Linked DNA regions of Gossypium hirsutum: region 1 is linked to region 2. Evidence: chromatin contacts called from public Hi-C data. All regions are on one chromosome and are shown on one strand. Each heading gives the region's core, a stretch centred on a gene start, on an enhancer-like site or on the middle of the called end of the contact. The rest is flanking DNA. Distances are from core to core; before and after follow the strand shown. Region 1 holds the start of LOC121228003 (a long non-coding RNA gene). Region 2 has its middle 84 kb from the start of LOC121228476.

The links. A called contact is a pair of places that touch in the nucleus more often than the background predicts.
Region 1: a contact with region 2 is called in a Hi-C map of leaf, with 2.0 times the contacts expected there. The contact joins two enhancer-like sites. A contact is called at or near these places in 4 of 34 Hi-C or Micro-C datasets (callus and leaf).

Annotation. Positions count from the first base shown.
Region 1 is chrA04:23,917,966-23,925,214 of Gossypium_hirsutum_v2.1, forward strand. It overlaps LOC121228003 (a long non-coding RNA gene), which reads left to right and starts at 449. Exons shown (of 2, transcript XR_005925510.1): 1 at 449-725; 2 at 829-1,082. Within about 2 kb of position 3,171, at least 1 of the 9 cell types and tissues checked has an H3K27ac peak or open chromatin away from gene starts, as enhancers often do. A contact at or near this core is called in leaf, where this site is marked.
Region 2 is chrA04:23,820,761-23,827,927 of Gossypium_hirsutum_v2.1, forward strand. No RefSeq gene overlaps it. Among protein-coding and RNA genes, the nearest start is that of LOC121228476, 84 kb to the left of the region's middle. Within about 2 kb of position 3,636, at least 2 of the 9 cell types and tissues checked have an H3K27ac peak or open chromatin away from gene starts, as enhancers often do. A contact at or near this core is called in leaf, where this site is marked.

The DNA.
Region 1 (7,249 bases), core at 1,921-4,420, 97 kb after region 2:
TAACTATTTGTTTTATGTAAAAAATATCTGGTCGTTGAATATATATATATTAATATATTGAGTATTGTATATCAATATGATAGAGACGCCAGATCGGTTAATAAATTTACGTGCATGACAAGTACAATTATATCGATAAATTTATTGATTGAGTCGTTAAATTATTAACCGTACAAAAATATATGAAAATATATAAAATAATTTTAATTTTACCGCAATTTAAATAGATTACATATTTACTTATGCATTAAAGCAATAGAAACCGTAGACCTTAGTATCTGAAATTGGTAGCTGTAAGTTGAGGAGGATCACATGAATAATGTTTCCCTCCCAATCCTCATTTACTTCTTTTGTTGAATATTTGGTGCTCATCTTTTATTCATGATGTTGACATTAGATATACCTAATTAGCTTAATTCATTAATTGTTATAGTTGTATCATTTTTCATTTCCTTTTCATCTTTATTTTCAATTTTTCTCTCATTTAGTCCTTATGTAATTTCAATTTTAAGATATGTTCTTTGTTTATTATATATAGGTTTCTCAATGAAATGAATTTAGATATAAAAAATCAAAATCCCATACAAAGAAGAATTCTTTTGATTCACCAAATCATAAGATCTCCACTAGGGTGCCCGAAGAACAAAAGTTTTCACTAATAGTAGTTATTCATGTTCAAATGTTGCTTCTATTAGTCAATTTTGGTCGCAAATTTTCACGTTAAGGTAGAAAGGGCTTCTTTCTCCAAGTTTGCTATTCACTCTTTTTGTATTTTTGCAATGTGACATGGCAGGGAATGACTTGACAGTTCTTTTTAAATGTTTGCAGTTGTTGTTTAATGGGTACTTCGTAAGAACAACAAACCCCACAACGTACGAAGATTGAAAATTAAGATTTCACAAGTCTATGAACTAGGACTTTGGGTAGTGGGGACATATATACACTACTTTTGCCTAATAACCAACGTTTATCCGGAGCAATCTTATGAAGTAAAGAGCGGTAATATTGATTAGGTTGAATTAGGTTTTTATGAATTTTCGAATAGTTCATAATAATTTAATTTAATTTGTTTTGATTTTTTATATTAATTTTTGGTTTTATATTTTTAGATTTATTTTAATTTTATTTTGTAACTTTTGGATATTATTTAAGAAAGTTTCAATGTTTTTTCATAAATATTAAAAAAACAGTAATTTACATGTAAATAAAAATTAATCAATAACTTTTATATGGTATGTTTCGAAAAAAATTTTATATAAATCTTCTAAATTATTTTCACTATTTTAAATAGAATAATTTTTATGTCATAAATAAATAAAAATAATTATAAATAAAATAAACAATAAATTTCGTTTTAGTTTTGAGTAATCACTATTTTTAGTTGGCATTCTATAAACTATTTAAAAACTCCAATTTATGTCGGTTTTTAGTTTTTCTTGCTCATCCCTAGATTTGTATTTAAGGATATTTAAATATTTAGCCGGATGTTTTGTATTATATAAAATTTACATTTTTGCTTATTAGTATCATGTTTTACATTTTTTTTGGTCAGGTCCAAATTTTTTTATATAAGTGGTCCAAAAAACAGGGTACTCTCTTTCTCTACTTTTCTTTGAAATGTGAAATATTGTAGGACCCTCGATGGGAACTAGTTAAGGGAAAGCACATTGGCAACCATAACAGACACCATATAAATCAAATTTGTATGAGCATAATAATAAAGTGTATACTATTCACTTGGTCGACACTTCCTGACATATATGTATCATAAGTAACTACATTTGTGCTTGTGTGTGTAACTGCGTAAAGTACACAATTCTCGTTACAATAATTCATCATCTTTATAGTGATATTTATTCGTTTAAGTCCTTTATGACCAATTTATTTTGTTTTTAAACCAAAATATTAATTAAAATATAAAGTAACCACTTCTCTTTAATCTTCAAGACTTACACTCCCATGGTTATTAGCTCTAAATTCAAGATTTTCATGTTTGTGTGAATAATTGTTTGTATCTATGATATTCATTTGTTTTATTAGTATTAAAATTTATTTGGCATCATTAAAATTAAGTTTTGCATAAAAATATTGTGATCTTGAAAAAAAATATATTGTAAACATTAAAACTCAAATTCAATCTTGTTAGATACCAATTATAGAATGAACTAATCGAGTTAAGCTTTGAATTTATGTTTTTTTTTTTAAGATTTCATAATTTTGTTCACATCATTACATGAAATGACTCTTCATAAACATATTGAAGAAATAACAGATAAGTAATTGATTTTTAATTAGCAAAAGACATGAAGACGGAAATCTAAGTTTGTAAATTTACTTCCTTAATATAGCATTTCTTATGACTGAGAATTTGGAATTAAGATGGAGGAGAGAAAAAGATAGATCTCCTAATTTCCTTTTGGTTTTGCTTTAAAAAGTTGAGAAAGTAAACTAATTATAAGAATGTGGCCAATATAGATCTCCTAATCATCTTTATCATCACACCACTTGATCAATACTTAGGGAACTACTTCCATCACAAGTCAAGGGGAGGAAAAGGCTAATGGAGGGGTCCCCTTTACTCCCTTGGATATTGATGTATTCTAGTTGAGCAAATTCTATCATTATTACCTTTTTCTTAGGCTTACATTAGATTTGTAAGATAAACTAAATAAAGACTTTGACTGCAAAACTTCAACCAACTCTCTTTTTATGATTTTGATTTCTTTGTTGGGCCCAACGAGAAAAAAAGGAAAAAAAATTGTAAGGTTTTAGTTTAGAAAAAAAAAATCCGCCATAAAATAAATCTATACTTTTATTGCATTGAAATAAGTTTGTAATCTTTACTTTGTTCTTAAATAAATTTTTAACATTTAAATTTGTACCTAAATTATTCTTTTATTTTTAAAAGAACAACTTTTTTTTTCCTAATAATGGCTTATTTGATACATAAAAAGAACAAGAGCTTATTTTAAATAAAATAAAATAAACTTTCAGAATATTTTTTTAATATTTTAACCGATGTATATATACTCTTTTTTTTTTCTAAATATTTAAATTCAAATAATATACATCATGGGTAGCATGAACAAAATTATGAGAACATTGTTAATCTTGGTCTTGAATATGAGATGGTTGCCAAGAGTCTCTTCGGAAGTAAAGTAATAGCCCAACTATAGTCTATAATGGGCTCCCAAGAGTGCGATGACTTTAGCATCCCTTTTGGACCATTAAGCACTAAAAATTGCTTAGAGGCAATGTTAAATTGTTAATTGTTGTGATTTATGATCTTGCAAAAGATATTTTTATTATATATATGCACTACGGCGATTTTAGAATGAAATACCACCCTATTTCGAAAAGATTAAAGCTCATATCATAAAAAAATGGGAATATCTATGATTTTATCAAAAAAAGAAATATGACATGAAATACTTTTATTATTTGTTGTTTATTTTGAGATAAAATCATAAATATATGATTTACTTGTAAAACGAAACTAGATATCATTAGAGTTCATATTTTGTGGGATTATCACTTTTCCTTATGATGTGATAATTGTGATTATTTGACTTGAGCATAACGAGGTGATTAAATAATTTGGATATTCATCAAATCATGTATTTTGTTGAGATGTTCTAAAATATGGCTAGTTTGTTCTACACTACTTTTATAAAAGTAAGTTGCATTTTCTAAAGTTGGTATTGAGTGAACTACTTGTTACGGTTTGTGCTTTTGGTATAGATATTTCATTATTGTCTACTTGAAAATTTTGAATTGAATTGATTGAATAAATAAATATTTTCACGTGATTATTTAATAATCTTTGTATGAATGTACTTAATGATTTTTGCATATAAATCAAAATATATAATAAAATATTGTCTCACTGATTACTTAAGGTTTAACTAATATTAAGTTGTATTACATGGTTGGATTGTAATGTAAGTAGAAAACTTGTATTAGTAGTTAATCTAAACTAATCATGAGCAAGTGAATGACAATGTGCATGTATGACTTATATACTTTGATAGGTTTAACACTTGTGCTCTCAAGGTAGTGAGTGTAAAGTTGGTATGTGACTCACGTAGGTTAAAGCTCTTAAAACATAATCAAGCAATAAAGCACGAGTATTCTACAAGCATAACAAAGTCAAATTATAGTGTAAAAAATTTCACCTTGAAATACTTTGGAAGTATTCTAAGGATCGTGCCTATAGAAATTGACTACAAGAAACAAAAAGATTATAAATACTTGTTTACTAGCTAAGAAATTTCCACTTTACTAGAGCACAAAATTATTGGAACAATTGATGTAACACCCCTTACCCGTATTCGACGCCGGAATAAGGTACGAGGCATTACTGGACTTATACACAAGCAATCTTGTAGAACTGAGACATTAATCTCCATCCAAATTAAAAATTTTCATATACATTCATATCGTCCCTATTACAAGCCTACGAGGCCCAAAACATACATTGTGAGTGGTTCGGGACTAAACCTAGAACTTTCAAAAATTTTACAACACTTAGAAAATTTTCATGCTTTGGAGGGTCACACGCTCGTGTGGGTAGGCTGTGTGGTCACACACGCCCGTGTGGCTTGGGACACTCCTATGTCCACAGTCCGTGTAACTCTCTATTTATGACATCATCAACGAAATAAGGTCACATGGCCAAGGCACACGCCCGTATGCTAGGCCGTGTGGCAAATTTAATTTTCCTAATTAAGGTGCAGGCTTCACACGGCATGGGCACATGCCCATGTCCTAAGGTTGTGTCTCTTAGACGGCCGAGACACATGGCCGTGTCTCATGCCCGTGTGCTTACTACTTGGCATTTTGCTTTTAAAAACTAAGGTGCATGGGACACATGGCCGGATCACATGCCCATGGGGCAGATCATGTGTCACACATGGCCTAGGCACATGCCGGTATGCCTATCCGTGTAACAACCTGGTTTTAGCTAAATTAGAACAGTGGTTTCGGGACCACAAATCTGAGGTCGTAAAATTATTTTAATATTATTTTATGTGTTTACAGCATGTGAATATGTATGTGTGAAAATTTCGTGAGCTAATTTTATCGTTTAATAGCTCAATTTGAGAAAAATGACTTAATTTCGTAAAATGAAAAAGTGGCATGCTATAAGTTAAAAGCATTTATTTGCTATGGTTTGTTATTTATGAGGTCCTTATGATTTTATTAACCCATTGATAATTTTAATGGACATTAATGGGCATTATATCATGAATTTTGGTAGTTTTAATTAATGGATAAAATGGTAATTTGATTATTAAGTTATTATAATTAAAACAAAATCAAATTTTGTTTCATCATTCATTATACTTAGCCAAAATTAAAGAAGAAAGAAACCATTTTTCATGTTTCTAGGGTTCAGCCATTGATAAGCTTAATTGAGGTATGTATTTTGCTCAGTTTTTAATGATTTTTATGTTTTTGTGATCGTTGCTTTGAGTACTAGCTAGCCCGTACCTTAATTTCTGATATTTTTTGATGAAATTTTGAGTTTCCATTGACGAATGCTTGAGCTTTTAAATGATTGTTGATAAATTATGAAAGCTTGATGTAAGATATTAAAGTTTTGTTAAGTGATTTTTGACAAAAAAATTGTCAAATAGGGATTAAATTAAGAAAAGTGTAAAATGTGTGGTTAAATGTGTGAAATAAATGAAAATATGCGATGATATGAAGCTGTATGAAATTTAGCTAGCATGAAATTAGAAAGAAATTGTGTAATTTGTGATTTTTTTGAAATGAGGACTAAAGTGCAAGAAATGTAAAAGTTTAGGGCCAGAGTGCAAATTGGTTAAATTATGTGTTTGTGAATGAAATTATTTGAATTGGTGATTAAATAGATTAATTTTGCATACATATAGATCCTGAAAGAAAGAAATCGAATCTAGATCGGGGAAAAACGAAAGTTGACGAATAGTCGATTCTGTCCGTCTATTTCGACTACGAGGTAAGCTCATATTCAAATAAATGTATTTGAATTGATTTATTCATGCTTATATGATATTGAAATGTAATGAATGGCCATGGAAGATGAATATGTGAAATTAAGAAAGCATCGACAGTGTTAAAACGTCTGAAAATCCTGTAACAACCATAGGAATAGAATAGGATACATATGTCATGACATACGATTCCGAGATGTGATATCGTGTAAGGCCATGTCTGAGATGTAACAGCCCGATTTAGACCCTAGTCGGAATGATGGTTCCGGGACACGAATCCGAGTCAAAAAATATTTTAAAAATTATTTTCTATGTTTATTATGTGTGAATTTGTGTGTGTGAGATTTTCGTGATTTTATTTTGTCGTTTGAGTGTCCGATTTAATAAAAGGACTTAATCGCGTAAAATGAAAATTTGGTGGTTATTTTTAAAAGGGCCGAATAGTGGTTGTTCTTTTAATGTGGAGGGTTTATGTTGCAATTAGCCCATTGGTAAGTAAAGTGGACTGTAATGGTCATGGTTATAATGGTTTTATAATTTAATAATAAAGGTTAAATAAGTAATGAAGTAAAATGTTATTATATGTTATAATATACCATAATTAAAAATAAGCTGTCATATGTCCTCTTCTTTCCGAAAAACAAAATAAGAAAAGAAATAAAAGAAGCTAGGGTTCGGCCATCTTTTAAGCTCAATCAAGGTATGTGTTTAGCTCAGTTTTTGATAATTTTTACGTTTATGATATCGTTGCTAAGTTATCTTCAAGACCTATGCTTGAATTTTCAATTTTGATGAATATTTTGAGTTGTGCCATTGTTGAGAGCTTGTGATTTTTGTTGTTTGATGATGAAATATGAAATATATGTTTTAGATTAACATGTTTTGTATTAGAGTTTTTGATGATTTTGAGTAATTAGGACTAAATTGCAAAAATTATAATTTGAGGGACTAAAATGTGAAATAAATGAAATATATGGAATTTTAGGAATATGGGTAACATTCAGCCTAACATGAGTGTAGTGAAATTTTGCATATTTTGTGTTTTGTGTAATAGGGACTAAATTGTAAAAAGTGTAAATGTCAGGGTAAAATGGTAATTTTCCCATTTATGTGTTTTTGGACTAAATTGAATGAAAAGATGTTTGAATGAGATTAATTTGAATACGTTTAGATTAAGAACCAAAGAAATCGGATTTGGATCGGGGGAAAACGAAAGTTGTCGACTAGCTGTCCCGTTCCGTTTTATATCGTCCGAGGTAAGTTTATAAGCA
Region 2 (7,167 bases), core at 2,386-4,885:
ACCTCGCACCATTAAGGAAACGTTTGCTAGCAAAGAGTGGAAAAAGGCTGCTAATGAAGAATATGATGCCTTACTTTGCAATAAAACCTAGACTATGATATTGTTACCTCTGAGTCACAAAGCGATCGATTATAAGTGGATTTTTAATGTAAAACGCAATCCTGATAGCATCGTGGCTTGTCAAAAGGGAAATTGGTTGGAAAAGGGTGTTCTTAAGTTCCTGTTTGTGATTTTTGGGAGACATTTAGTCCGATTATCAAACTAGCTACGGTTCATACTATTCTTTCCATTGTTGTTTCCAAACGTTGGCAGTTGCACCAAGTAGATGTGAACAATGAGTTCCTTAATAGTGATTTGACAGAAGAGGTCTATATGCAACAACCTCATAGGTATGTTCAAACAGGTAACAATGGACAACTTGTTTGTCGATTACATAAAGCGTTGTATGAGTTATGATAAGCCCCGAGAGCATGGTTTGACAAGTTGAAGGCGTTTCTTGTTTCCGTTGGGTTTGAGCTTTCTAAATTCGATGCATCTTTGTTTGTTAGGTTGTTGATACTTGTTGTATGTATGTGTTGGTCTACATCGATTATATAATTATTACTGGTGACTTAGGTATAGAAATTGATGTGTTTGTAAGTTGGTTACATACTGAGTTTTCACTCAAGGATATGGGGCTACATTATTATTTCTTTGGTATTAAGGCTGCTAATCTTGACGGTAGTGTGCTTGATTTACTGGAACGATGTCATATGGAAAATGCTAAAGAAGTTCCCACACCTATGGCCAGCTTTTGTCAGTTATCTAAACATATGGAAGGTTCACTTCCAAACCTGCAAAAGTATCATAGCGTTGTTGGGGCACCACATTATGTGGTACTCACTTAGCTTATTGTTTGTTTATCTTTAGTTGGATATGCTGATGCAAATTGGGGTCTTGATTTTGATGATCATCAATCAACCATCAGGTATTGTATATTCTTTGGTGGTAATCATGTGTCCCTGTGTCCTAAGAAGCAACAGGTCATGTCTCGATCAACGAAAGAAGAAGAATATTGAAGTATCATTACTGTTGTTGCAAACATTACATGGCTTGAGTCCTTTTTGAGTGGAGTCCTTTTTGAGTGAGCTTTCTTTGGATCTAGCTGACAAGCTTGTTATTTTGTGTGACAATTTAAGTGTTGTGGTTGTTTTTACTAATCTTGTTCTTCATTCAAAATACATGCAGAGCTTGATTTGTTTTTGTTCATGAAAAACTTCCTGATGGGAAATCAGTAGTGGGTGAAGTTCCAACATATGATCAGGTTGCTGACATACTTACCAAGCCATTGCCATCAACACCTTTTTCTTGGTTGCGAAACAACCTCAGAGTCACAAAACATGGATGATGGGTGAACATTATAGTAACTAAAGTCAGTTGTGAATATGGTTAAAGTTGTTAATTATTTAACAACAGTTGTGCAAAGTAAATCTCTGTATAAATTCACATCAGTGTTCATCTATGAAAGGAAGTAATTCCCTCGATTCATAAATGAAAAGTCAGAAATATTTTCTTCATTTGTTTACTATTATGTTCTATCAACTATACAGATTCAATTGTTAATTTGGTAGTAGATGTGCATGAATGATTAATTTGCAAGAATTGTATGTTATGAATGAAATTGCTCTTTCTAAAAGCCTATCTTGTTGCTCTACTGATTCGGTTTCTTAATTAATGATGTGCTTCTTTTATTAAAAAAAAATGAAATTTTCTAGTTGATTGACTAAATATATATGGGAAGTAGGTCACTTGTAACAATGTAAAATTAAAGTTGCTTTACACCCTTTCATAATTTTTTTGTATGTTTAATATCTTAACGATCCAACTGTTAAATTATTTTGCTGATCTGATATCTCAATCATATTGATCTATAATACTCAATATATTGATAAATTCAACAACTAGATTTTTTTTACATAAAAAATAATTAAAATTTTTTAATTTACATCAAATTTGACATGAATTATCTATATGAATAAAATATTAAATTTAATGGTTTGATTGCTAAAATATTAACCGTACAGAAAGATACGAAAAGATGTAAAACAATTTTAGTTTTATTCCGATGTAAGTAAATCTCTCCCTCTATATATATAGATATTCTCATTGTTTTCGTGTTATCATGAGGACTGCAAAACACATTTAACAAATATAAATCTTATAAGAAAATAATATTTTGGTTAAAATGGTAAGATTTATCGCAAACTTGAATTTGACCATGTATAAAAATTGCAGATGAGTTTTCTTTTTTCTTGATTTAATTCAAATTATAATTATTATTTTTAATATCAGATTATAATTATTTAAATTTGTATTATTTATAATTGTACTTTAAAAAGTACTCTTTATAAATATATATTAATCTTCCATAATTAAGATTTCCGAAATTTCCTAGAATTTAAAGTAAACTCGAGGTCGCAATCTTTCAAATTATTTTTAAATTAAAAATTGTAACAGTTATTTTTATGCTATTACAATTCAACATTTTAAATAAATATATAAATAAATGTGAAATTAAAGCTAAAATTACTAATGATGGAAGTTTTCATGCTCATAATCTCTCTAAACTTCTGTCTTTTCTATTTTTCTTACTATTTTGAGCAAATAAAAAAATCATGGCAATGATGAAATATTTAGATTAAGGAAATTCAACTAAATTGATTAAAGGATGTTGCAGATATAGACATTAAGCTATACTTAACAAATGATTTTAACATGGTTTAGATTAATTATAATTACTATTTGCGTAGTTAATTAATAAATTTTATTAAATTTAAATTTAGATTAATATCAATGATAATCAAGTGCATTCATTACTTCCGGAAGAATATTAAAAAATAGATACTTAAATTGAATATATTCCTAAAGAAAAAAACACATAAATAAATCAAATGACTAAAATAGCCTTTAATATGGAAGAAGGGACGCATGTGTTCACGGCTAATCTCTTTGTTATAACTTAGTTGGTTGTAATTTTTCTTTTCTTTCGCCAAAAGAAAGTTTAAAATTATTAGCAACATATGAATAAAAAATTTGTTTAAAAATAAAATTATCCGTTGATGATAAAATGGGTTAGGGAAAAAATAGGCAAGGAGTTGGACCATGTGAGGTTGAAACATGTTTTATTAATGTCAGGTTCAAACATGTTTTATTGTTGTTAATATAATTTTTATAGAGTGATTGATCCCTTTCAAAAAGGATCAGACACTTTGTGTATACATTTGGTATAACATACCTAGGTTCTAGTAATATATTTAATAAAAAAATTATAAATTAATCATCAAATTATAACAGTGTCAATATATATTTTAAAAAGAATGGCACTCAAAAATGAATTCTGAAACAGAATGGAGAAATTTATTTTATTTCATTTAATAATTTTATGTAAATAAGAAAAAGAATAGTGAGAAAAAAATATAAGTAATGCAAAGTCCCCACAATGTGAATGCAATATCTAAAAGATGACCACATATGTATGTAAATAAATAAATGTGGTCCAAAATCGTCAGTTTGAGACAACAATGATCATGCCCACCAAGCTTTTAGTGAGTTCAAAGAGTTATCCTTGTATTGATTTGATAGTGAAGAGTCCTTTACATGTGAAATTAAAAAAATAAAATAAAATAAAACATCAATATCATCAGTCAGCTCCATCCCCTCCGTGCATATTGTTGTTTTGTGTTTTTGCTTAAATACAATTTCCTCTATTTTAGTCTTTTCCAAACACAAATGGTGTGGTGGGCTCTCATGTTCTTATCGCTCCCACTTGTTTTGGTATTTTTGCATCCACATTCTTTTTTCTCTTTTTCCATTTGCCTAAAAGAATCTCTTTTTCTAAAATTTGAAATTTAATATCATAATCCACATCATATATATGTATTAGTGCAATTTGGATGAATGTTTGTTGTGATAAGCACTAGCAATAGAAAACGGGTTGTTGAGTTGTAACCAAATAAAGAAAAAAGTTGTGAACTGCCAAAATAAAAATCTTGAAACTCGACCAAAGACAATTGTCCTCACTAGCAGCATTAATTTTTTTTACTTCTATTTCATTTTGTGGATTCATAAAAACATTTTGGTCTTCATCTCTAAAAAAGACCTCCAATTGTCTAAAATCATCCAAACTTTGAATTAGGTTTATTCCAGTTTAGGATTCAAATCCCTACCAAAAGAAATTCTAAAAACATTAAAATTTGACTTTCTGTTTTTGATGAGAATATGGCGAAGTCACAAGAATGAAAAGGGCCAAGGGTAGGAATGTTAATTTTCTCAAACCCTTTTCACCTGCATTGACTTGAACCACCCATTCTTAAATATCACACGCCTGTATACATATATAGTAAGCTATACAAATACTTCTAATAAATAATGATACTTGACATATTTGAATTATAATAAGTCACTTCCTTCATTATAATATCAACATACTAATTTATATTATTATTTAGATTTTTATTCAGTGAATGTCACAAGTTAATTAATTATCAATTCAATTGGAAAAATTATAAAATATTTTTTATATTTAAAATAAGTTAGTAATACTTTAATCTTTTTATTTAAAAAACAATAAAAAGTATTCATATGTTGGGATTTGAACCCACACTAATTATATTAGTAAAATTGTAAACTTACCACTTAACCAAAATCTTATTTTAATTCTTTTGTACATTTTAATTTTATTATACATATTTTATTAACTCTACCAATTGTATATATTAATTATGTTGTTGATTGAGTTGGTGTTATATTTTAACTCTACACCAACTAACCAACTAAGGATTGATGACAACACTATAATAAACAGTTGTATTCATTTAGTAATATTACTATGATGTATTTTTATATTTAAATTTTGCGTTACTTATAATATAATCTAATTTTTCTTATTTTAATACCGTACATATTTTATGTGTTATTATTATTTAGTTCCAACCCATATAGGGGTGAATCCAGGGGGTTGGCCCCTAAAATGGAGAACTTTTCATTTTGGTCTTCTAAAATTTTTAAAATTTTAAATTAGGAAAGGTAAAATTACACTTTGACTCCTTAAAAATGATAAAATTTTCATTTAATCTCTTAAAAATTATATTTGCACTATTATAAAAATTATAATTTAATTTCGACCATCCTAAAAGAATTTTCTGGCTTCAATTCTAAACCCATATATTTTATTATTTATTTTATGTTATTTTTAAACTAACTTCTATATTTCAAATACATAATTTCCACGCACATAAACATATGATAAAATTTCTAGTTTATGTATAATAAATTTTTTAATTTAGAAATAGATATAAATATTTCTATTACAATTAAAATCACTCCTTAATTGGAAATAATTTCTATTTAAATTTCATTTGAAGTAGTTTTTAAAAGGAAAATTCATTTATAATTTATATTGCCTTCAAATTTTTTATTAAAATAAAAAAATTATTTTTTACAATAATTTAATTAGAAAAATATTTTATGAATTAATTTAATTATTATTAATTTTAATTTAAAATATTTATAAATAATTTTAAATTAAAAATAATTTAATATATGTTAATTATTAAATACAATAAACTATGCATAAGAAATGAAACTCATATGAATATATATACTAGGAATATATATTGGAGGTTTGATTTTTAATAATTTAATATATAAAAAATTATTCTAATTAATTATTTTTAAAGTATAAAAATATATATATAAGTATTATAAATTTAAATTTTATGCAATTAATCAAATCACTATCAAAGTCATGATAACATTTAATTTTGAAATTTTATAATAATTATTTTAATTGAATTATAATTGATGCTCAAAACTAATTATATTTTGAGATCCAACAAAAGTAAATATTTAAGATTCAAACTATCAATGATTTCACAAAAGCCAATAAAAAAACAATTTAACATCACAAAAGCCAATAAAAAAACAATTTAACATAGATTAAAATGATTCTAAGAGGTCATATTTTAGACATCTAATAATAATACACTGCATCATATTATTTTAGAGTGTATGAATAATATAATACATTAAGAAATAACAAATTAACTCCTATTATTACTTTTTAACTTTAATAAACAAAAAAAAAGAGACAAAATTAAATACCAAAAGGATTCGTCTACCCTCACAGGTCATAAATTCGAAGAGGACTCACGACTTAATTTCAACTTTTTTTATTTTTTATTGGTGGGCGTAAGATTTAAGATTGAGATTTAATAAAAGAGTTTAACTTAAATTAATATGATTTTAAAAAGTAATTTTTTAAGTACTACATCATAATTTTTTAAAATTGTATGAATAATTTAATATATTAGGAAACACTAAATTAACTCTTATTATTATATTTTAACTCTAATAAATAAACAAATTAAATACCCAAAAAGGTTTGTCTACCTTCACCTTCCATAAGTCCCAAGAGGGGTTATGTAACACCTCTTACCCGTGTTCGACACCGAAACAGAGTATGAGACATCACCGGACATAAACACATGCAATCGTATAAAACCAGGTCATGAATTTAAGTTCAAATTTAAAACTTTTCACATTTCATCTTAAAGTCCCTAATATGGGCCTACGAGGCCCAAATCATGCTTTGGAAACAATTCGGGACCAAACCGAGAACTTTAGAACACTTTGAAAATTTTCATGAAAAACAGGGACACACTCCTGTGTGATATTAGGACATGGTCGTGTGGCTTGCATGGCCATGTCTCTAGCCCGTGCACTAATTTGACTTGTTGTTGCATACAAATTTACGTCACACATAGATATCACCACTCGTTCATCCACATATGTAAGCATACACATCCTTGAAATGCATCATCGTGGACTTATAATATAGCCAATATACCTACATCAAATGGCCTTACACAACAATGAACTTTCAAATAGCATAGGCCAACATTTTAGGCCAAAACTATTATGACATATACAAAAATAACCATGTCCCCTATACATGCCATGACCTTAAGTATAAGAATCATCAATACCTAATTTGTTAGTTTGATAGTGTGATAGGTTCTCCAGTGACTTCCATAAACACATGCAATCGTATAAAACCAGGTCATGAATTTGCGTTCAAATTTCAAACTTTTCACATTTCATCTTAAAGTCCTTAATATGAGCCTACGA